Linked DNA regions of Mus musculus: region 2 is linked to region 1. A link is a contact called in public HiChIP or PLAC-seq data. All regions are on one chromosome and are shown on one strand. The core of a region is the stretch at or near the end of the contact, and the rest is flanking DNA. Distances in the headings are between cores, read along the strand shown.

Region 1 (3,972 bases), core at 1,359-3,858:
TCTAAGGTGATGAAAAAAAAGAAGATAAATTATACCACAGTATATTCAGCATGTAACTTCTAAGAAGTTGTATGCAATGTACTATAAAATTTGTGAGCAAAGCAATGTGTTAGAAATTTGAAAAAATTTGAATTTATTTGGAGATGTGAAAAATCTCTGCTAATGCTAACAATCACACCCTAGATATTCCTAGTTTAAAGAACAGATTTCTTTCCTACACTGGGCCTACTTGGATTACAGAGCATAACATATTAATCTTTCTGTCTCAACTTGTATAATCACCCCAGACACATTTTGAGTGTGTATGAACAACACTGCTCAGGGGGCACTCTGTCTTATTCAGTGTCACTGATGCTATGGAACTTAATTCAAATCCCGCTATATCCTGTTGCCACACAAAGCGGGCTTTTCAGCAGGCAGCAGTAATGAGTGTGGGCACAGTCCAGATTCCAACAAGCAGCTGTCAAAAACAATCACCTAAATGACCATTTGCTCAAGTCTCACACCGAGAGAGAGCCAGTCATACTTCAGGGTGGTCTAGGAAAGAAACATTCCCACATCTACTGCGGGGCAACGCTAACTGCTGTTTAACTTTTCTTGGTAAATATAATTACAAGCTTCCAGACACTTGAGAGCGGGCACGGAGATATTAAACAAAAACAACAACATCAACCACCTCTATCAAGTTCACTTGTTTACATATATTTTCTTCTGAACACTCCAAGAATTTCTGGTTATCCTGCTATCTTAAGAAACACTGCGCCTTTAATCCCAGCACTCAGGAGGCAGAGGCAGGCGGATTGCTGAGTTCGAGGCCAGCCTGGGCTACAAAGTGAGTTCCAGGACAGCCAGGGCTACACAGAGAAACCCTGTCTCGAAAAAACAGAAAACAGAAAAAAAAAAAAAAAAAAAAAACACTGGCGAAAAAGCAAACACTCTCCATTGCTTGCCACTCGCTGCCCTCAAAACTTCTTAGCAACATACACGGTGCATGAACCTCAACGCAGTTTGTTTTGTCCAATAGCGTGCTTAGAAGCTCAGCCAGACAGTTGTGTAATAATAAACCCTTTATCTTCTGAAGATACAAAAAAACGGAAAGATCGCTCGTTGCGGTAGCGCGGATGAGGACCTGGTGAAATTTTTCAGCTGAAAGTCACATTCATTTTAAATGCTACCCCTCTCTCTCCCCACAACACAAACACCTTCCCCGCCTTCCTCTTTTGTAATCTTAAGGGGGCGGAGGGTAAGTGCTTAGGATGTCCAGTTTAAGGAGGGCGAGGAGAAACACGGGGATGGGGGAGGGGCAAAAAGCTCGCGGAAACCAAGGTCTAGGTTGTTGCTGCACAGGCTCCCAACTCCTTCACAAGTGCCTGTGATGGAACCGACCAACAACTGTTCTCAGGTGAAAGGAGGTGTTGCAGGTTGCTGGCTAGTTTCCAGAAGCTTGAACAAGAGAAGGAAGACTCCTGCCTCCCCAGAGCAGAATAAAATATCAATGCCAGGCCGATCGGGGCTCCGACCTCGTCCAGCTCCCAAGTTCCCCACCCTGCCCAGAGAAGCGCTCCTTCCTTGCCTACCGGCACGCGGGACCACGCATCCGCCCGGCCTCTGAGCACCGACAGGCCGCCGGGCGCCGCTGAGCCGCTGAGCCGCTGAGCCGCAGTTCCGCGCGCTGCCCACCGCCGCCTGACACACCCCTCCCGGCCCGCGCCGCTGCGCTCGGCCTCCCCGGCGCCCCGGCGCCCCGCCGAGCCCGCTGCGCCCCCCACCGATCCCCGGCACCTCGCACGCACCTTCACCGCGCCTCGGGCGGGGCCCTTGGGAAGCGCACGGCCGGGTCCGAGGGGCACGAAGCGCTCCTCAGCGTCCTCGTCGTCCTCGTCGCCGTCCACCACCTCGACAACCACCTCTTCGTCCTCTTCCTCGTCGTCGTCCTCCTCCTCCGCGACCCCTCGGGGCTTCTCCGTTACCCGCCCGCGCGTCCTGCGCCTTCGGCCCGCGCCCTCCTCGTCCTCGTCCTCCTCGCCCAGCAGCAGCAGGACCGGCGACGAGGCGGCGGCAGCGCGCGAGGGGCCGGTCCCGCGCGGCGGCGGCAGCGGCGGCCTCCAGCTTCCCGGTGCGGCGGCCGGGCTGGGGCCGGGGGGCGGGAGCCCCAGAGCGGCGGCCTCGGGGGCGGGAGCGGGCGCAGCGCCCCCGCGGCGGCTGCCCAGGCTGGGGCGCTTGGCCAGGCGCCTGGCCTGCATGCCTGCGCCGGGCTTGCGGGCCGGAGCGCCGGGCTCCTCGCGGGCTGCGGCTGGGCCCGGAGACGCGCGGCTGCGGGGCTTGCGGGGCCGCCTCCCGGGCTGGCCGCCGCTGCTGGCTGGCAGACGCGCGGACGCCGCCTTCGCTGGCCGGGCCCGCGGGGACGCCGGCGGCTACGGCGGGGCGGCGCGCCGGCCGCGGGCGGGGGTGGGTGTGAGCGAGCGCGCTGCTCCCGCTGCCGCTACCTCCGCCTGCGCCTCCCGGGAGCCGCGGGCTGCGCTGCGCTCCATGCGGCCGGCGGCCGGGCCGGCGCGCGCCTCTCCGGGCCCTGCGCCCGCGCGCTCAGGGCCTACCGCGGTGTCCTGGGCGCGAGCTGTTTGTGTCGTGTCTTCACCGCCTCCCCCTCTTCCCCAGTCCTCGCTGCCTTCCTGGTCTCCGTTCAGACAAAACCCGGACTGGATTTTTTTCCCCAGACCCGCGCTCTCTGAAAATCTGCCGGCTTCCCAGCAGTTGGCTGGGACACTGAGGCCACCCTTGCCCCTGGGCCCATGTCTCCCTCTGGTGGGAAAAGCGTAGGTTTAGACGGCAGGAAGGTGTTTGCTTAAGAGATTTGCTCAAGAGTGGTTCTCAGATGGCGACCACTGGTGCTCAAGTGGAGTTCGACCAGGTGTGCCAACCCCAGGTTTGGGGTCAGTTCCCAGCCTGAGTCCTCAGTCATGGAGATTCCTGCAACATTTCCCTGGCCCTCTCTACCAGGTTCCTTTGAGCACCAGGTTGTAGGCCTTGCCTCATGTTCTCAGCTCTGTGCAGGTTTGGCCCTCCTATGTGTTTCTTCCAGTTTCCACCTGAGGTCCTTACCTGGTGATATGATATGGGCCGAATTCCAAAAGTGTTCTTTCTGCTCTTGGTTTGGTCTACTGGCACTGTCCCAGTCTAGAGAAAGCAACACACCAAGTGGTCAAGATTGTTATTTCAGCTTTTTATATATGTAAGCTAGCAGAAGGCCAGTTTGCCATGTTATGAATGACTGCTGCTTTCGGAGGGAGTAAACCAGACATTCTGCATCCAGATCATGCCCCTAAATTCTATAGGTTTTGGCTAGGGCTAGGAGGGCCTTATTCATCAACAATTGAGTAAAAGGGTGTCCACATGGCCCATTGTTCTTGGAGATTGAACATCACGTGGCTTGCTAGACATGTGATGGGGCTCATTAAATGTTTATTTGGGGTACCTTCCAACCGCTAAAGAGGGATGAGGACAAGGATTCTAAAATGAACTTTGTCCTCCCAGAAACTGATCACCCGTCCAGAAAATGCCTGTTTTAAGTAATCACATCCAAAAATAGTGGTGTGTTTTAAAGCCACCTTGTTCTCACTTCCTGTGAGGCACTGGCCCACAGGTCCTGTCCGTCCTTTCTGAAATGCCTTTCCGTCAGCCCTTCCTTTCGAGTCCCAAAGCTCTGCTAACACCTCCCCACAGTGAAATTGGAAGTGCGTACAGTCTGAAGAGGAGGTGTGCACACATGCAGGTGTGCACACATGCACTCCCTGCCCCACTTCAGATACCACCCCAGAATTTATCTCCCTCAAAGTGCATTCAAAACACACCGTTTCTAGTGAACTTTTCATCTGTAAATATCCTGTTCAGGAAATTAGAATGAGCAAACCTTGTTAACTGGAGCATTGTAATTTATGGGTGTGTCTTGGATGTAGCTAGACCCTCCCAGAAGCA
Region 2 (3,616 bases), core at 1,007-3,506, 56 kb after region 1:
GTCAGGAACAAAGGAAAGCATATAAAGGCCCCTTCTTTAACGTGTGTGTGTGTGTGTTCATGTATGTGTTTGCTAAGCTAAGCAGGCTAGCTGACCAGAGCTCTAGGGTTCAGCTGTCTGCCTCCCAGCACTGAGATTAAAATCTCACACCAACATGCCCCCACCCCCCACCCCGTCTCTCTGTCTTTCACTGGGTTCTAAAAATTGAAATTTGGTTTTAACTTTTGTGAGCAAGCACTTTACCCACTGAGCGGTCTCTCTAGCCCCCATTTTTTCTCCGTCCCTTGCACTGATGGGTCAGTCTACTGGTGCTTGCCCAGTGACAGCTCAAACACTTGTGTGTAGGGACATCACAGGCCGAGAGCATCTCCTGACTGTAGTTGGCAGAGGCAGGGTTCAGGAATGTTGGAATGCCATTTGACCTCAACAACTGGAAAGGATTAATTTTTCTCTTTGTTTTGGAGGTGAAATCTGGACGTGGAGACACTCAGCGAGTGGCTTTCCCATAGTCACCCAGCCCTGAGCTACACCAGGGGGGAGGGGGGCTGCATTCATTTTGCTTGGAGCTTCAGCTGCAGAATTACAGTTACACAGCCAATCATCGGGGGAAGCAGGAGGACCCATTTGTCTCTGCTCATGTCTCTGGACAACAAGGAACCTAGGCGAATATTTTATACATCAAAGCAGACCTGGCCTCCAGGTTCTCCCAGCATCCCTCAGTCCCTACACCTGGCCCGCAACCCTGAACTTTCCAGGCCAGGGCCTGGCAGAGGCTATTCCCTATATTATCCAGACATTTTGGTCTCTCTCCTCTCTCTTCTTTTCCTTATCTCCTCCCTCCCGTCTCTCTCCATCCCTCTGTCCTTTGTCTCCTTCTCTTCCCCTGCAACACCGCCCCCCCCCAAGGCCGCTCCCCTGACCTCAATTCTTGGGGCCACTGAGGCCATTGAATTTATCCAAGAACAGCTTCTCAAGAAACCTGCATTTAATATATTTGAACTGGCTTGAATTGGCTCATTTCTCAGGTGGAAGTAACCTATTAGATGATGCGAACCCCGGAGGACTTGAGTTCCCAGCCTGATGGCTTGCTCTTTCCTGGCCACATGGGGGCCACCTCTGTCCTTTTATGGTTTACCACTCTATCTATTGTTTCTTCTGCCTCCGTTTACCCATCCCCAATAGCCTATTAGGGCCTAGGACCCTCCGGGCTCTCTCGGCTGAGCGAAGGCAGAGTTAGACCTACCTGAACAAAGGCCTTTGTTTTAGGGGAGCCTCTGATGCAGAGATATCTTATCTGAGGTACACACACACACACACCTACTACCAAGACCATGGGCCTAAGAGTTACCAAGAGAAAGCTGTCCCCCTAAGCTCCGTAACTTTATCTTCTGCCCCTAACATCTAGATGTTCTCTCAGAACCTGCACTCAGGAAAGGTCCAAAAGGTCCAAGGTACAGTTCGGCATGGTGCTCAGGCCTACCCAACACATGCGTCTGCTGGGCCTTCACTTTACAGCTGCAAATGATCCCTCAGAGCCTGGACAGCAATGGAACAGCCAACTCTCCCAGTTTTCTTAGGTTCCTCCAAAACAAAACTTCGTCCCAGTGTCAGCAGAAAGCAGTCAGGGGCAACTAAGGCATTGTTTATTCATCACCATCTGACAGGTTATTTCTCTGCCAGTAAAGTGAGCCAATTCAAGCCAGGTTAGATTATATTAAAGATAGGCTTATTAGGAATCTGCTCTTGGGTAAGTTCACTGAACCCAAAGAGTGAGGCCAGGGGAGTCACTGTCAGAGGTGGGGAAGGGTGGGTGGGGGGAGAGAAAGGACAGGCATGCAGAGCAAAGAAGAGAATGAGAGGAGAGAGACCAAAAAGTCTGCATTATATAGGGAGGAGCCTCTGTGGGAAGGGCAGCCCAGGCCCTGGGCTGGAAAGTTCAGGGTTGGGGGTAAGATATACCAGATAGGGACTGAAGGATGCTGGGAGAATCTGGAGGTCAGGTCTACTTGAATGTGTAAAATATGTACCAGGTCTGAAAGAAAACAATTGTGACCCAGGCTTGTCTAAAAGCAGGGGACAGAAGGCAGGTCATGAGTTGGAAATGACCAATCAGCCCTCTTTCACATAGATAGGACTCAATAATGGAGGTTGGAGTGGTCCCTGAAATTTTGTTAGCAAAGCAAACAGGAAGCAAGCTCACCCCCCCCCACCTTCTGTCTGAGGAGGGTTGGCATCTGCTGACTTCTTGTCAATATTTACTTTCCTGGTCACATGAGCAGACGGAGGATGAGTCATGGTTAACTGACTGCTAAATTAAGAAAATGTAACCAGTGTGATTTCTTTAAAGCACGTTCCCCAAAGCCAGAACCTTCCCGCCACAGCTGCAGCCCCGCCATGCCCTCAACAGCAAAGGTACTCCTCAACACTGCTAAACTGGCGAGCTGTGGGTAAGCAAGTTAAGGATTGGCCTTCTCTTAAGCGCTGTAGCGTCTGAGGATATTCATCTTTGCCTACTAGTGCTGAGCTTCTCCACGGTGACTCCACTCACACTGACTCTTCCCTGTTCCCCAAACTGAATGAAATGGGGTACATCACATTGGGCGCTGCCATTTCTATCAAGCCACAAGGTACTCCTCGACCACTAGCAGTCTCAGAACTGTGGTCCCGTCAGGAACCTACTGAGATACTTGGTGACTTCCTCATGTTACAGACAAGAGACACAGGGGACCAGCAAGGCCAAAGCAGGTTCATAGCCTCGCTTCCAGCCCAGATCTCTGCTAGGAAACCTTTCTCCTGAAGAACAGTGCCACACAGGAAGCCCAGGCTGCAAAGCATGGCATGATGACAGTTCCATCAACAGCTAAGCAAGGATCACCACACAACCCAGCAAGCTCTCATCCCTCAAGGACCAGGCAATGGTTCACCATGCGGCCAGAGAGGGCTCAGTAGGTACAGGAAGACCTCAGTTCAACCTCATTAAGACCCAGGTTTTAAAAAAGCCAATCCACCAACAAACACCTTTAATCCTAGCACTCTGCCAGGGAGGCAGAGGCAGGAGGATGTCTGAATAAGAGACCAGCCTGGTCTACAGAGTGAGTTCCAGGACAGCCAGGGCTACACAGAGAAACCCTGTCTTGGAAAAACACACAAACAAAAACAAGATAGATGACCTGCAAGGAAGGCAGCTGAAGTTGCTTTCTGACTTCCACAGGTGCAGGCCTGCACACAACAGAGGAGGGGACGGGGTGGGGGCTGGGGTGTGGGGTTAACCTGAGACAGCATCTTCCACAAGTGTGACCTTTTCGGTGCGCTTCAGTTCACACAAGCAGGCAAACCTCAGGTTCACTCTTAGCAGCCAGGCCATTTCCCAGGGGAAGGGCCACATCAGCTGAAGAAGGGCCAGGCCTTTCCCTGCAGTTCAGCTTCATCAGGTCTGTACTACCCATACCCAGTCCACTCCCTTTTCAGATTTGCTGACTGTACTCAGACTTCAGTTTCTCATCTTTCCCAGATGAAGTGATGAGGTCAGACACTTGGGTCTCTTCACACAGACACTAGGTCACCTGCTTCTTGCTTTATTTTTATGGAATGTCACACTCTTTGGATACCATTGGTG

The links. HiChIP or PLAC-seq counts read pairs in DNA pulled down with a chosen protein or histone mark.
Region 2: a contact with region 1 is called in an HNF4G HiChIP or PLAC-seq map of pancreatic cancer cells. The contact joins the enhancer-like site here to the promoter of Zfp704 in region 1. A contact is called at or near these places in 1 of 39 promoter capture datasets (the HPC-7 cell line), 12 of 484 Hi-C or Micro-C datasets (bone marrow-derived dendritic cells, double positive thymocytes, embryonic stem cells and 1 more), 11 of 115 datasets of contacts at active chromatin or transcription factors (the HPC-7 cell line, embryonic fibroblasts, embryonic stem cells and 3 more) and 5 of 9 other capture datasets (adipose tissue, embryonic stem cells, liver and 2 more).

The regions. Positions count from the first base shown.
Region 1 is chr3:9,607,477-9,611,448 of GRCm38.p6, forward strand. It overlaps Zfp704 (zinc finger protein 704), which reads right to left and starts at 2,609. Exons shown (of 9, transcript NM_133218.2): 1 at 1,794-2,609. The coding sequence starts at 2,243.
Region 2 is chr3:9,663,800-9,667,415 of GRCm38.p6, forward strand. No RefSeq gene overlaps it. Among named protein-coding and RNA genes, the nearest start is that of Gm33169, 2.5 kb to the left of the region's middle. Within about 2 kb of position 2,257, at least 52 of the 459 cell types and tissues checked have an H3K27ac peak or open chromatin away from gene starts, as enhancers often do. A contact at or near this core is called in the HPC-7 cell line, double positive thymocytes, liver and 3 more, where this site is marked.